Linked DNA regions of Cyprinus carpio: region 1 is linked to region 2. A link is a contact called in public Hi-C data. All regions are on one chromosome and are shown on one strand. The core of a region is the stretch at or near the end of the contact, and the rest is flanking DNA. Distances in the headings are between cores, read along the strand shown. Region 1 holds the start of maml3 (mastermind-like protein 3). Region 2 overlaps maml3 (mastermind-like protein 3).

Region 1 (7,120 bases), core at 4,354-6,853, 40 kb before region 2:
GGAAGAAAGAAAATCATCAATTATACAGTTATTTACTTAGTATACAGTAAGTAGCCATCTTGGCACAGATCTGCATTTGTTTTTTTGGTAATCTAGGAAGCTTGTTATGACTATTCTATCACCGAATTTTAAACAGACATTTAAAGCATGTTGGAGTTCGCACCATACTGTATGCCAATTAAATTTGCATGTGGACAGTTGAATCTTGGGAACTGTTCCATGCATCTCATTTTCTTTAATTAGTATGATTAACACAACCACGCCTGAGTTCTTTTGTCAAGATGACAAAAGATGCATAAATCTGTTCTTTTGGGAAAAAGGAATGTCTTTGTTCAAGTGTTCCGGGGAAAAGGTTGTCTTTCCAGTGTAATCAAACCATGGTAAAAACCCTAGACAGATCTCAGAGCTCAGTCTCATGTGAGCTGTCTCTGTTATGTTGTTGCCATTTATGCTCCTTTTCCCTGCTGTAGAAGATGACAACTGTAAGAGAACTGCAAGCTAAGTCAACCTGATGTTAGCAACATATAGTTTCAACTCCACATCTGCACTGTATTGGCGTTGTGCTTTGGGTTTTGGTAAGAGTTAATACAATTTTACTTATCAAACTCTTTCTGTTTGATGCTTATTGCCATGTGATAAATTCTCTTTATTCAGTATGGCCTCATATTCAAGATCTTTTTAATCGATATCCATGCAACTTTTCATAGTCATTTCAAATGCTGTGGAGAGCAAAGAAGCTGTGTGATTTCAGAAGATTTTTAACATTTTTTGGAGGAATAAATGCAGTCTTTTCATTTTTTTTTTTTTTTTTTTGGTTTCCTATAAAATAAAAAAAAGAGGAAAAAGGCAGCAAACAAGAGTGTGGTTAAAAGCACAGGCCAATCGTTTGCTCGCCTCTGTTGTCTGCTGCAGTCTGCTGTTCTGCCATTGATTCTTCAGCCAAGATCCTGGAGCGATGTGCATTTCCACACAGGTCAGAGAGTGTATGCGTAACACATGTTGTCTTTACTTCACTGTAAACATGCTTTGGCTGTAGCAAAAGCGACAGTGTAAAACAGATTTAGAACACCAGCTGCTGGAAAATACATACATATAATACAACATTTTTTTTTTTTTTTTTTTTGATAGCACTTCTTTTCATTGTTGACATGCATGCATAAGAAGATTTTCTAATTTTAGACTTACAGTTGTCATATTTTTGATTCAAATGTGTACCATAAAATATACTCTGCATTTAAACCATTTATTTATAAAAATTCCTGAATGCCCCTTTATAGATTTAAATGTTTTAGCTTTTTTTGTTTGCACTATAGGCAGATTTACAATAACATATGATTAATATAATAATTATTAATGTAATTATAGTGGTGTGACAAGATGTGTAAATAAATAAAGCCACAGCACGGTTTGTTTGTTTTAACAATTTTGTAAATAATTACAGTGGTGTTACTATATGTATATTTCTTTAAATCGATAAATAAACAAATAAAAACGCACCAGCATTTATTTATTTGTTTGTTTTATTTGCATTTTATGGCAGATTTACAGTAACAGTTTGGCATATAATTATAGTAGTGTTACAAAACATGTATTGATGTACAAACAAATACATTGTTTTATTTATTTATAAGTTTTCTTTCACATGAAACTGGTTGCCTCATGAAAGCCAGCATGTTTAGATCATGTTCAAATTGTTTGCTTTTGCATGATGCTGCATCCACACCACTAGGTGTCAAAATCCAAGCTGAAAGTCATATCGACCAACTGCCAACATGAAGAAAAAAATTACACCTTTGCAAATGTAATATGCACTCAACTGTATCGTTGAGGATTTTAAGGCCTGTAGGAAGTGTTATGATTTAAGGCCGGTCACAAGGCGGAGCAGACAGTGTGGAGTCATGACTATGCAGAAATTAGGACACCCACACACCTCCCTCCCTCTGTACATTAAGCGACTGCATGTTGGATGCGTGACTGGGAGCATTTCCACTGATCCACGGCACACTGCATACTGCCAGCACACCTGTCATGGCTTCTCTTCTCTCTTTCTTCTTGTAATTCGTCTTTGCAGTTTTCTCCCCTGCGCACATGCCTTTCCCTTTTGTCCTCCAACCTCTTGTCCTAAAAAACTCTCATTAATTCTTCTTCTTGAGAGATCGGATCCTTTTTTTTGAATACCAAGGGAATGAGTCAGAGATCCCCTCACTCCTAACACACACACACACACACTGACACACTCACACAAATGTCAGTTACTACACACAGGAAGTCACGTATCCAGCACGGAGCTGCCTGCAAAAAGCACACACACACACAAACTACTCATTGTAGTTGTGTTTTTGTATTTATATGTACATATATATTTTTTTTTGTCTTGTTTGTATATTTATAAAAGTCAGTGTGCTAGAAATAAATTTCTAGCCCCTCAATAGTACTATTATTCTTGTGGATTATTAAAAGCAAGAAAGGAAAGCTTTAAAATGCTTCCTCTTTTGTGTGCTCTCGCTCTCTTTCGGTCTCTTCATGGATAGTCAATCTATCAGCTCCATTGATTCTGTTTATTAGCACTCTAATGGATGGGTGACCACATTAAATATTTACAATGCTTCCCAACACAGAAAACGTGGACCATATGACTTGTTTCTTTTTCTGATTCAGTGTCCATCCCCTTTTCTCACACATACATTTGATGGACTGCAAATAATAATAACAGTTTCAGTATTTTTGTTTTCATTTCAGTGATCTGGAAGTTTCTTAATTTTGCTTTCCAAAAAACCTTTAAAGGTAAAAACTCTGAGGTAAAAACTCAAAGCAAAAAGTGTTTTTATCCCATTGGCAAATAGTTTTTAAACTTCACTAAATTTCATTTCATTTCTTTGAAAACAACTAAATGTCTCTCATATTACCAGAAAACAAGACAAATATACTTTGTATTTTATTTGATTTCTCATACAGTCACAATACTGTTTAAAAATCTTGCTCAGCACTGCTGCATTTATTAAATCTAAAATGATGCAGGAAACACTAATATTTTTGAAATATTATTACAGTTTTTACAGCCATTACTCCAGTTTTCACACGATCCTTCAGAAATCATTCTAATATGCTGATTTGGCACTCAAGAAACATTTCATATTATTAACAATGTAAATATTTTTGTGAAAACATTTTTCAAAAAAATGAACTGCATTGATTTGAAATATATATCTTTTTTAAATTATAAAAATTTTTACTGTCACTTTTGATATAATTTTATACCTCCTTACTGGAAAAAAATATTTTTTATGTTATTTTTGATTTTATTTTAAATTTTGATATAAAAAAAAAAAAACCTACTGACTGCTAAATTTTGAACAAAAGTTGTAATGTTGTAAGATAATCGAAATAATCAAGATATTTATAGTGATTCAAGAGTAAAAATAGTTCCTGATGAACATGAGTGTTGTAGGAGGAGAAGCGCTTAGGGGTCACATTTTATATTTGTAGGGTGATTCATAAATGTGACAGCTTGAAATCCATTAGAGATTGACTTAAAACAACAATAACATCACTCCATGGTGCTTTTGTTGTTTTTTCTAGTGTTTTTCTACATATTTTAAATATATTATTGTTGTTATAATAGATCTGTTTTTAAAATTTTATGTGTTTTTTTATTGTTTTGGTTTTACATTACAAAAGCAATTGTTGGTAATGGGTGTTGAATTATTTGTACGTGACACAAGTAACGACCAGGTTTCCAATAACAAACTTTAGAGAAAATGCATGTTTACAGAAGTTATGCTGTTCTGTGTCTATTATAAGCGCAGTGCATGGTGTAAAGCACGTTTCAGATAAGGGGAACTGTTCACCACACCTGTTTGTTCAGATCTTATTAAGTTCTGTAGCTGTTAGACCAAGTAAAAGATCCAGAAGAAAAACAAACCAGTAGCACAAACACTAAAGAGCAGTTCCAACAACTATGTCAGTATCAACCATTCCAGAAAGTACAGAGAGTGCTAAACCTGGGAGGATTTGTTATTTATATTCCTAGAATTTTGAAAGTAATAGCCCTACTGCTTTTTTCCAAGAATTGCTCCATGAGGCAGAGATTTACACCAAAAGCATTTCACTCACTCGTTTCCTTGATGGACACATGAGGGCAAATAAACATTTGTGCCATCTCATATATTATTCTTCACCAACAAGAATTTTCACATAAACTGTTCCCCTGATATAATTTTCACTGCACTTTTCTTTAATGCAGTACCAAAAATGCTCAGAAATGTGTTGTTTTGTTTGTGCATCAAAAAAGACAAATAAGAGTGAGACCACTGTGAAACCATATTTAAAATTACTAACAATTAAAAAACTTTAATTATGCATCAATGTTCAGCCAATTCAAATATTCCGCTAACTTCCTCAGTTCTCATCTAAGACTGAGTTTTTAAAATATATGAAAACCATCTAGCATACCTGCTAGTTTGATCAAAGATAATAACAAAAAATTAAAAGAGTCTGTCTGGCACACTGTATTATATACAATTACAACAGGAGAAAGGCTGATCTTGATGGCCTAGAGACACAGGTCCAGAATAGTCCCAGCAAAATACAGGGTGTTCACAAACTTTTGGCCTTGACTATATCTGTGTATATGTGCTAGAGAGAGAGAGAGAGAGAGAGAGAGAATGAATGTGTTTGCAATTCGTTTCAGCCTCACTCAGCAAACCAGACTGGGCAGCAGCACTTTTTCACAATTACTCACACACACACACACACACACACACACACCTACAAAACCGGCCAGCCCCCTTATCATCATTTACTGACTGCAGCCAGTGCTTCAGGGCCTCACCTGATCCTGTTACTTTCTTCTGTCACTTCTTAAGATATGTGTATTATCTTCTGCACACAAGCCACATTAGAATGGTTTTGTTAATTTCGTGTGTAATTATTTTAGATGTGTGTATTATATTCTGAGAGCTATCGATGGTAGTAGATGAGTGGACAATCTGTGAAGCCACAAGTGGTGGGGAATTGTTTTTTTGTATGTTAATTACATGAAAATTTATTTTGTGAGAAATAGCGTGGGCTTTTTGGTGTTTTACAAGAAATAATTTATATTGTTTAGGAAAGAAAAATGGCATGAATGAGTGAGTAAATAAATGAATAAACAAACAAATAAATAGCATTTTAATATTATTATTCTTTTATTTATCTAAAAAAAAAACTGTTTTACAGTCAGGTGTCATAGGTTCTAGAAAGCTGCTTTTCCAGTTCTTTAAAAAAAAACATCTATGCTGTACGTTAAAGAACACAGTAAGTTAACCAACTCTGATCAGAAAAACCTGCAATGTAACTTTTAAACTCCAAAGAACCACTGACTGCTGAACCTAAAACCCACAGAAGAACCTTAGTTTTTAAGTTAGAATAATAATATTAATAATACTTTAAAAATATTTTATTTCAATATTTGACATTTAATTTTTAACAATCATTTATTTAATTTTATTTGTATTTATTTTTCAGTATTTCTAAATTTTTCTAATATATTTTATTTTTTGTACGTGTTTATAGTGTAAAAATATGTATCACTGTAATACCTCACAGTCCGATAGATAGATAGCGCTTTGCACTCTCGTGAACTCGTGAGTATCAGATGCAGTACCCCAACCCGCCGGTAAAGCATTACACCGCTCTATAGTTCACCTCCTCTAAAGTCAATATTGACTCCACGTCCGGCGCACTAGATTCCGCGCCGTGTTTTGCGCGGAGCTGGCGTGCTGCTCGCAGGCTGGTGGCTGCTCTTCGCTCGGCTGTTGTCCTGATATCACTCCGCTAGCATGGAGGAGGGGAGAGCTTGATTATTGTGATGGTGGCAGCTGCTGTACACAGCGACTTTAGGATTTCCTCTCCAGCCATCGGGACTTTAAGAAACTGCACACCTTGTTCGCGCTCGGGGAGGGTTTCGCCGGCCAAACTAATGAAATGCAAGTTCACGAAACAACTCCGGAGCCTGTTCGCAGCAGACGGCAAAACTTTTTTCAAAAGGACAACACAATAAAACGACGGGCGCGCAGCAGCGGCGCTTACGCGTGATGGTTGCGAGTAACATCCGGATGTTTGATGGAGCTCCAGTAGAGGCGAGAGAGTAACAGACCCGGTCCCGCACTGTTGTCTATTGAATGGTTGACACGGCGATCCTCCCGGAGGAGGGATTTACTCTCATTTAAACGCTTCTTTCTCCACAATTTCACTGTATCTGCCTCCCTGGCGAAGCGGACTTCTGCCCCGCTTTGGAGAGGGGAGAGAGAGAGAGTCAGGGGGGCTTGACAAAGTTCTTCCCGAATCACAGATGATGGGGGATTTTGCCAGCCCCGCTGCCGTACCGACCGGCGGCGGCATTTGCATTAATAACAGTAACGTGAACTTAAACTCTGCCATTAATGCAACCAACAGCAGCACCGGCGGCGGCGGTGGTAACGTGGGCATACCGAAGCACAGCACGGTGGTGGAGCGGCTGCGGCAGCGGATCGAGGGCTGCCGGCGGCACCACGTCAACTGCGAGGGCAGATACCATCAAGCGCACGCCGAGCAGCTGGAGCTGGACCGCCGGGAGACGTTGAGTCTGTACCAGCGGAGTTTAGAGCAGCGGGCCAAAAAATCCAGCAACAGCAAACAGCAGAGCAAGCAACAAGAGCCCGATTCGAGCGCGAGCGCCGAGCAGAGGAGCAGCACTCTGATCGCGGTGAGTTCCGCGCTCCGTTATAACGTGCGTGACTGCTCTTTTACACGCGTCTCCTCTCCGCGCGGTTTGTTTGGGTTGCAGTGCTAACTTTCGCTCGGGGTCTGTGTTCTTACACGGAAAACTCTCAATTGGTGCACTTATAATAACACATATAAGCATACTTCAACACGATTTGCGGACTATTCGCAGTCGTGTGGATGTGCGTTAGAGCTTGGAGTAACTTTGGAGGTGTTTCGCTACTTTGCAGTAGGCTACAGTCTGTTTAAAGTTATGTAGTAGTTGATGATGTCACTCGATCTCCTCCTACTTACTACTTGTAGTTCAGGCGTGTTACATGTTCAGATAACACAATGGGAGTTGAAAATCAAAATCAGCTTGCTAAGTAACGTTAAAGTA
Region 2 (6,871 bases), core at 2,678-5,177:
CGCTATTGAACCAGTCTTCACAAAAAGGCCTGTCACGATAACAGCTTTTTGTTGTGCGATATATTGCCCCAGAATTAATTGTGATGAGCAATATTATTTTCATTTTAATCATGTAACAGCATAATAATGCAAGAAGGCCTACACACTTCCAAATGACAACAAACTTTGAATTTTTAAGAATATTTAGATCATGGAAATTAAGTATCAAAATATTAGAAACCTTAAAAAAAAACCTGAATGAATATTAAATAAACATTTTCTAACAAAAAGTGCAAAGTAGAAAAAAGAAAAATGCACAAAGAACTTGTATGGAGATTTTTCCATCTACAGATTTTTTCCCTGGCCTTCTTTTCTCTGTAAATTAGGGGGCACACTTGCTCAAAAATCCCTATTTAGCATTTAGATGTTCATATGCACAAAGGATTCCCACACAGATCCCTAAACAAGACCATATCTGCATATGAAACTTTTTTTTTTTTTAGAAGCATTTTTTAAATTTGAACTAGCACCTCATGACTACGCCACATTATGTACAAGAAGCTGCATAAAACATAGGCACAAGTGGAATGTACAAAACATGGTGACATGAATTTTTAAGTAAATATAATTGGCGATATATTGCGTCACCAAAAATGGTTGAGGTCATGTACATATATATTGTGTGATATGTCTATATATTGATTATTGCAACAGGCCTATTCACAAACAGTGATTTTAGTCTTTTTCCGTTCAAGCGGACAGGAGCTGCACTTAACCTGCTCTCTACCTACATGAAAACAGCTTCCTGGGGGCGTTACCAAGATAGCTACCAAGTGAACTGATTTGTCTTAGAGGCTTTGTCGTATAGCCTTTACTGTCCACCACCAAAGTCTTTCGAAGACAAAGGACATGTGAATGACAGGGAGTAAGAGGAAGCCGGCAGACCCCCAGGGAGCAGCTACGTGGTTGGGGGCGGTGGGTTATGAGGTGTTTGCCGTGCTTTGTGTGTGTGTGTAACCCCAGCCATCCTCAGCCCCAGTGTTTTGCTTTAGAAATGTGGCTGGGAGGTGTTCAGAAAGAGTCTGCACTTTTGTGTGAATGCCTGCGTCTCTCCCTGTCATGTTAAGTAGCCCTACTCCATTCTAATGGCACAGCGCTCATTGACACAGCTTCTGTAATCAAACACACTCCCGCCTTCTCTCTTCAAACCAGCCTTCTCATTGGCTGAGACTCTTGTCTGTTTTAATTGGCAGCTGGCAGTATTTTTGTATTGACAATGCCCTGTGTGTGGTGACGTGGTTACCGAATGCCCTCAGGCGGCTTCTCAAATGCCAAGCGGAGCAGAGAGAAATGATAGAGAGAGCTTTTTCCTGGCACGAAGTATGGTTTGCTAAATGTGTGTGCTTGTTTAAACATCAAACCTCTTTTTTTTTTTCTATAAAGATTGTGTTAAAATCACACACATCTTACAGCATTTCTGGAAGTGTGCGTGCGGTGTGTATTTGTATATTCAGGAGCGATGCCAAAAACTGTGTGTACGGTCACTTTAAGAGAGTCTGTGGAGACCAGGAAGTCAAAGAGGCACATCAGCTTCTGATTGGCTGCAGGAAGCAGCCAGGGAAAGTGCAGTTGTGCTCTGTGTGTGTGTCTCCGTGTTTGTGAAGGGCTGGAACATCTCTGCTGATGGGTGCGTTAACAGCCCAAAGCCAGATGGGCTGTAGTCTGTCATCTCGCCACATCGGAACAATTGACTTTATACACACAGACACACAGACACACACACACAGACACCTCTGCAGTAAACACACAGGTGAAATGCTTCTCAACCGGAGCCGTTGTGCAAATGGCGTCTTTGACTCTCTCCTAATCATTAATGCATCAAATTGACCGCTTGCCACAGTAGATCCAGACACAGATCTGTGTGTGTGTCTGTGTGTGTGTGTGTGTGTGTGTGTGTGTCCCTACCCCCCAGTCAAGACCTACCAGCCCCCATCACGATTACACACTTCAGAGTGAGAAAGAGAGCACATGAAAAGGATGGATGGGAGTGTGTCGGAGGAGAGAGATTGTGGCGCAGGATATGAGATGGAAGAGCGGGTGTGACAGAAAAGAGATAAAGAGCAGGAAGAGAGGTGAAGAGGACAATCTCTGCGTTCGCCTGCCGGTTTGGAGAACATGAACATCCAGTTCTCTGGCTAATTATGTGATGTTCTTTATTAACACATTTGACATGATATTGGATTTAAGGTTTAATTTTACCCCTAAAAACAAAATTTAGAAAAAAAAGAAAAATTATTAAATTAATTTATCATAATTACATTATTATATAAAAAAAATGCATTGATATTTGTTCCTAAAATATTATGTAATTATATTAATGTTGTAGCATGTATGATGTTGCACAACTTTTAAATAATTTAAACAAAAAATTATAAATATGGTTGTGTAATAGCACTATACAATATTTTAAATAAGTATACGTTTTATTTCCTGTACTTAAATGATTACAGTGGTTATTTTTTTTATAATTATTTTTAGTACAAAATTTTATTACTGTGATGAGAATCCACATTAAGTATAATAGGAATTAAAAATAAATGTTTGGGAAAAAATCTACTTAATTATGACAGTAATGTCACAATAAAAAAGGGAAGGGGTAGTCCTAAAAAAGCTTCAGTTTTTTTTTTTTTTTACTTCTGATTTTAGGATGAATGTGATCTGAATGTGTTATTCTGAGATTTATCATTGCACGTTTTCGATTGCTTTTGCCGCTGTCGACTCTCTCTTGTGTCTGTGTGAACACATATGCAGCCTTTCTGATGTGTCACGGTTGTGGTTAATATTGTAAGACCTCACGCTGCAATCAGATTCGTCTGACATGCTTTCCCCTCCTTTCCTCTGTTATTACCCCCATAAACACACACCGCACGCTTCTGCTAGATCATTTATTGTTCAAACCCACAGTATTAATCACTGTTGCCAGTCTGCTAATTACATCAAACAATCAGCAAACGAGTGATTCATGCTAATCAATGGGAAAGCAGAGAGGGTGACCTTTCGTCATACATAATTGATACTAACGTTTCCGTCGACTCCTCGCCTTAAAAATCCCTTTAATTCTCTACCGCTCTTGAGGCGACCTCTTTGTTTCTGCTAAGGGACTGTTACGATGAGCGATAATAACTACCCCTTTAAGGGTCTTGACTGTAATTCCCACCCCCTTAAAGAGGACCGGCCCTCCAATGTAGCCGCGTGCCATTTACACCATGTCAATCAAAGCAGTCACCATGGTTACGGATACAACGCCGGTTGTGAGAAGGCGAGAGTGTGTGTTACACAGGGAGAGAGAGAGAGCTCATGAATAAGTGATGGAGGAGGGCGCATAGGAGGATGGAGAGATCGCATGCAACAGAGGAGGGAAAGACAGATGGGTTGGTGAGGTGAGAGCGAAACGGAGAGGGATAGTTTAGGAGCAGAGAGTTTGGAGAGGAAGATGATTGGCTCACAGGAAATGGGTGGTATTCAGAGCGTGTGTGTGTGTGGAGAGAAAGAGTGAACTCAGGCTTGAGTGCACAAGTAAGTAAACAGCCCTTACCGCTCTGGAACAAAGCCCACACATATACACACATACACACACACACACACACACGCTTCTCTCTGTTCGGCCAAGCTCTGTGACGTGTGGCGGGCTTGATGCCCGGAGGCGCTCTGAGGGAGAGAGGAAAAAGCGAGGGAACAGACACACAAAGCTGAAGGAAACACGGAAGAAGACAGGCTTCAGGCAACAGCTTCACTCCTTTTGTTGCCTTCACGCTCTTTTTCTTTTCAGACTGGCTCTGTCTAAAAGCTTTTTTTCATAAGTAAAATACTATGTGCTGGAAGCGGTTTCTGTTGGTCACTGGACTTCGACTGGTAGTTTTTCTCATGTGTAATTTGAATGTTAGAGGGTCAAAACTGCCCTCAGATCAGTATAAGATATGACTTTGCATTCTTTGCTGGTTATAATACAGTGGGATGGTTATACAAACAAAAATTGTTGTTTCAAACCTGTATAAAAGGTAAACATGAAATTTGGAGAATGTGCTGATTGCTCTTTTCCGTCCTATTACAATGAATCTGGAGCTTTGAAGCTTCAGAAAAGATGCAAATGCTTAAAGGTATAGTTCACCCAAAAATGTAAATTCTGTCATAAATCACTCATCCTCATGTCATTCCAAACCTGCAAGACCTTTGTTCATCTTCAAAACACAAATTAAGATATTTTTGATGGAATCTGAGAGCTCTTTGACCCTCCATAGATGGCAATGATATTACCATGATCAATGCAAAAAAACATAGCATGGACATCGGTAAAATAGTCCATGTGACATCAGTGGTTCAACCGTAATTTTACGATGCTACAAGAATACTTTTGTGCAAAAAAGAAAAAACAAAAAAAGCATAATTTATTCAGCAATTCTTCTCCCCGAGTTACTGTCTTCCGCCATTTTGGAGAGTACCCAATAACGTAATCAACATAATGAGCGTTGTTTACGTTCAGCATGCGTGTGATTTCGCTGAATGAAATCAGCGTAGTTTACATTCACGAGGGTGAATTATTGAGTTTTATTGTTGTTTTAATGTTTTTTAGTTTGTGATTTTTATTTATGAATTAACTGTTGTTTTGCTGCAGTAAATGTAAAGAGTATTGTAGCCACCTCAACTCCAGTGGCATCTCAGAGCACAAGTGAACCTCTTTACTGCTTGTTGTAGCAAGAAATAAAAATGATCGAACGTCAGAAGGTATGTAAAAAGAAACCGTACAACTTACTGTAATGTATCAGATCATATGTGATTGCAAAAGCCTGTAAAGTGTAAGTCTGTCATGTAACATTGTTTACCTCAGGAAAGCCAAAAAGGAAAATAATTGAAGGAAATAAAAATTACATTTAATAGTTTGGATCATTAATATTATAGTAATGTATAAACTGAGGGTTCCTTATATAATTTAAAGCATTAGGTGAGAGATTTTTTTCCTTACAGTATATTGACCTGTGCTGTACTGAGATATAGCCACATGAATCTGTATTGAATCAAGAGCGTGTGAATCCGAATCGAATCAATTCATAGAAATCTCTCAATACCCATCCCTTGTGAATACCAACGTCTTCCAAATCACTTTTATTGTTACATTGGAGCGTGACAGCTCGAGTCCTCATTCAACTTTTTACTATATTGAAAATAGCGGGTAAGATAATTCCTTAAAAATTTTGAAAAAAGAACATTATACAGGTTTGGAGCAACATGACCACGAGTAAATTAAGACAAAACTGTCATTTTTAGGTTGACGTATTCCTTTGAAGCAACAACAACGCTTCTCTCTACAGCATTGCTGAGTGCTGAAACAGACACGACACCCAATCCTTTTCCTGTCTCAGGGGCAATCTGGACATGCTGTTTCCTGTCCAAACCAGTCTCGCTCCTGACACACTCTGAGTGGGTGGGTGCGTGCGTGTGTGTGGCTGGGTGTGTTTTAAGCGACATGATGATAGTGACATTAGACAATCATTGCAGTGAGCCATCTCACTCACACTACATGCACACACTCCTCCAGTAAACAAGGCCATCCTCACACACCCTTGTCCGTGCTGTGACAGTCACATTTAGAAGAGAATATACAGTCTTATTGTGCGTGTGTGTGTGTGTGTTTGTTTTTGTGTGTGTGTGTGTGTGTGTGTGTGTGTGTGTGTGTCGCTGGCACTAACCACACATTAGCAGATGTGTTTGGTAGGAAGTCATTTATATGTTAATGTTGTCATTTGCCATCGTAATACATTCGCTCAAGCCTGCCATTACTCCTCTACCCAACCAAATGTGACTTCGGAGCCGCCGCCTGGCATTGTGGGTAAGCAGGGAGCAGGCTACCACCTGAGTACAGTCCCTGTCATTCGTCCAGACCTGAGGTGTGTGTTTGTGTGTATCTCTGGAATTGGGTTTTTTGTACTCGTAAACAAGGTGGATTTATTTTCGGATGTTATGATAGGTTGTTGATCGGAGCCCATGGGGCACTATTTGTCATTATCAGACATGGTTGAGCTGCGTGTGTGTGTGTGTGTTTGTGCAAACGCTCAACTCCGCTTCACCACAGCAACAATTTGCATTGCTTTAAAAGGGAGAAAAATCATTATTTCTCTCACTCTCGCTTCCCTCTCCTCCCCCTTTCTCAGGGCTCAGGTGTACTTGCTTGTGTGGAGAGCGTTGTGATTCACCCGCTCGGATGAGAATGTTCTTTTCCTTATGTGTCTGGGAAGAACTCGCTTTAACCCTCCAGTGTTGGTTTTCTGCTGCTCATCCAGACTTTTTACACCCTTCAGAAAGATGTGGAGAGGCTTTTTAGAACTCTCTGAGCTTTTACTCATTTGGGGCTGATGAGTCGAGTCGGGTCGTGGTGGATAGTGGTAGTCAGGGAATCCTTCAGGGATTCAAGACAACACTTTAATGGGTGGGCCGACTTTCCTCTGGGGCCAGTGAGAGGCTAGAGTGTAAAAGACCTTTGTGGGACCAAACATTTTTTTCCAGATTTATTTCTGTAACGACAGCCTTGGTTGTAGTGAATCTACAACCAAAGAATAATGGTTTACCATTTATTCAAAAGAAAAAAAAAATGAGTGAACAAATCACATTTTATTATTACATTAAAATAACAGTAAATAAAAATGAAATGTTTACAAACATAAATACTGTAAACATGTTTCCCTTCACAAAGCAACAAATCCTTAAAATTTAACAGTGTTCAGAACAGAACAGGAATACAATACATACATTATAATGGAATCCATAATAAACAGTGTTTATTGTAAACATTAAACCTAAATGAATTTCTTTAAAGTGAAACTGAAACTGCGCAATGCAA

Evidence for each region. Hi-C and Micro-C count contacts between places; a contact is called where the count stands out from the background.
Region 1: a contact with region 2 is called in a Hi-C map of skeletal muscle, with 2.6 times the contacts expected there. The contact joins the promoter of maml3 here to the enhancer-like site in region 2. A contact is called at or near these places in 2 of 8 Hi-C or Micro-C datasets (both in skeletal muscle).

What each region holds. Positions count from the first base shown.
Region 1 is chrB1:11,604,471-11,611,590 of ASM1834038v1, reverse strand. It overlaps maml3 (mastermind-like protein 3), which reads left to right and starts at 5,603. Exons shown (of 5, transcript XM_042716597.1): 1 at 5,603-6,748. The coding sequence starts at 6,332.
Region 2 is chrB1:11,563,112-11,569,982 of ASM1834038v1, reverse strand. All of the region lies in intron 1 of maml3 (mastermind-like protein 3), which reads left to right. Among protein-coding and RNA genes, the nearest start is that of maml3, 39 kb to the left of the region's middle. Within about 2 kb of position 3,927, at least 5 of the 8 cell types and tissues checked have an H3K27ac peak or open chromatin away from gene starts, as enhancers often do. A contact at or near this core is called in skeletal muscle, where this site is marked.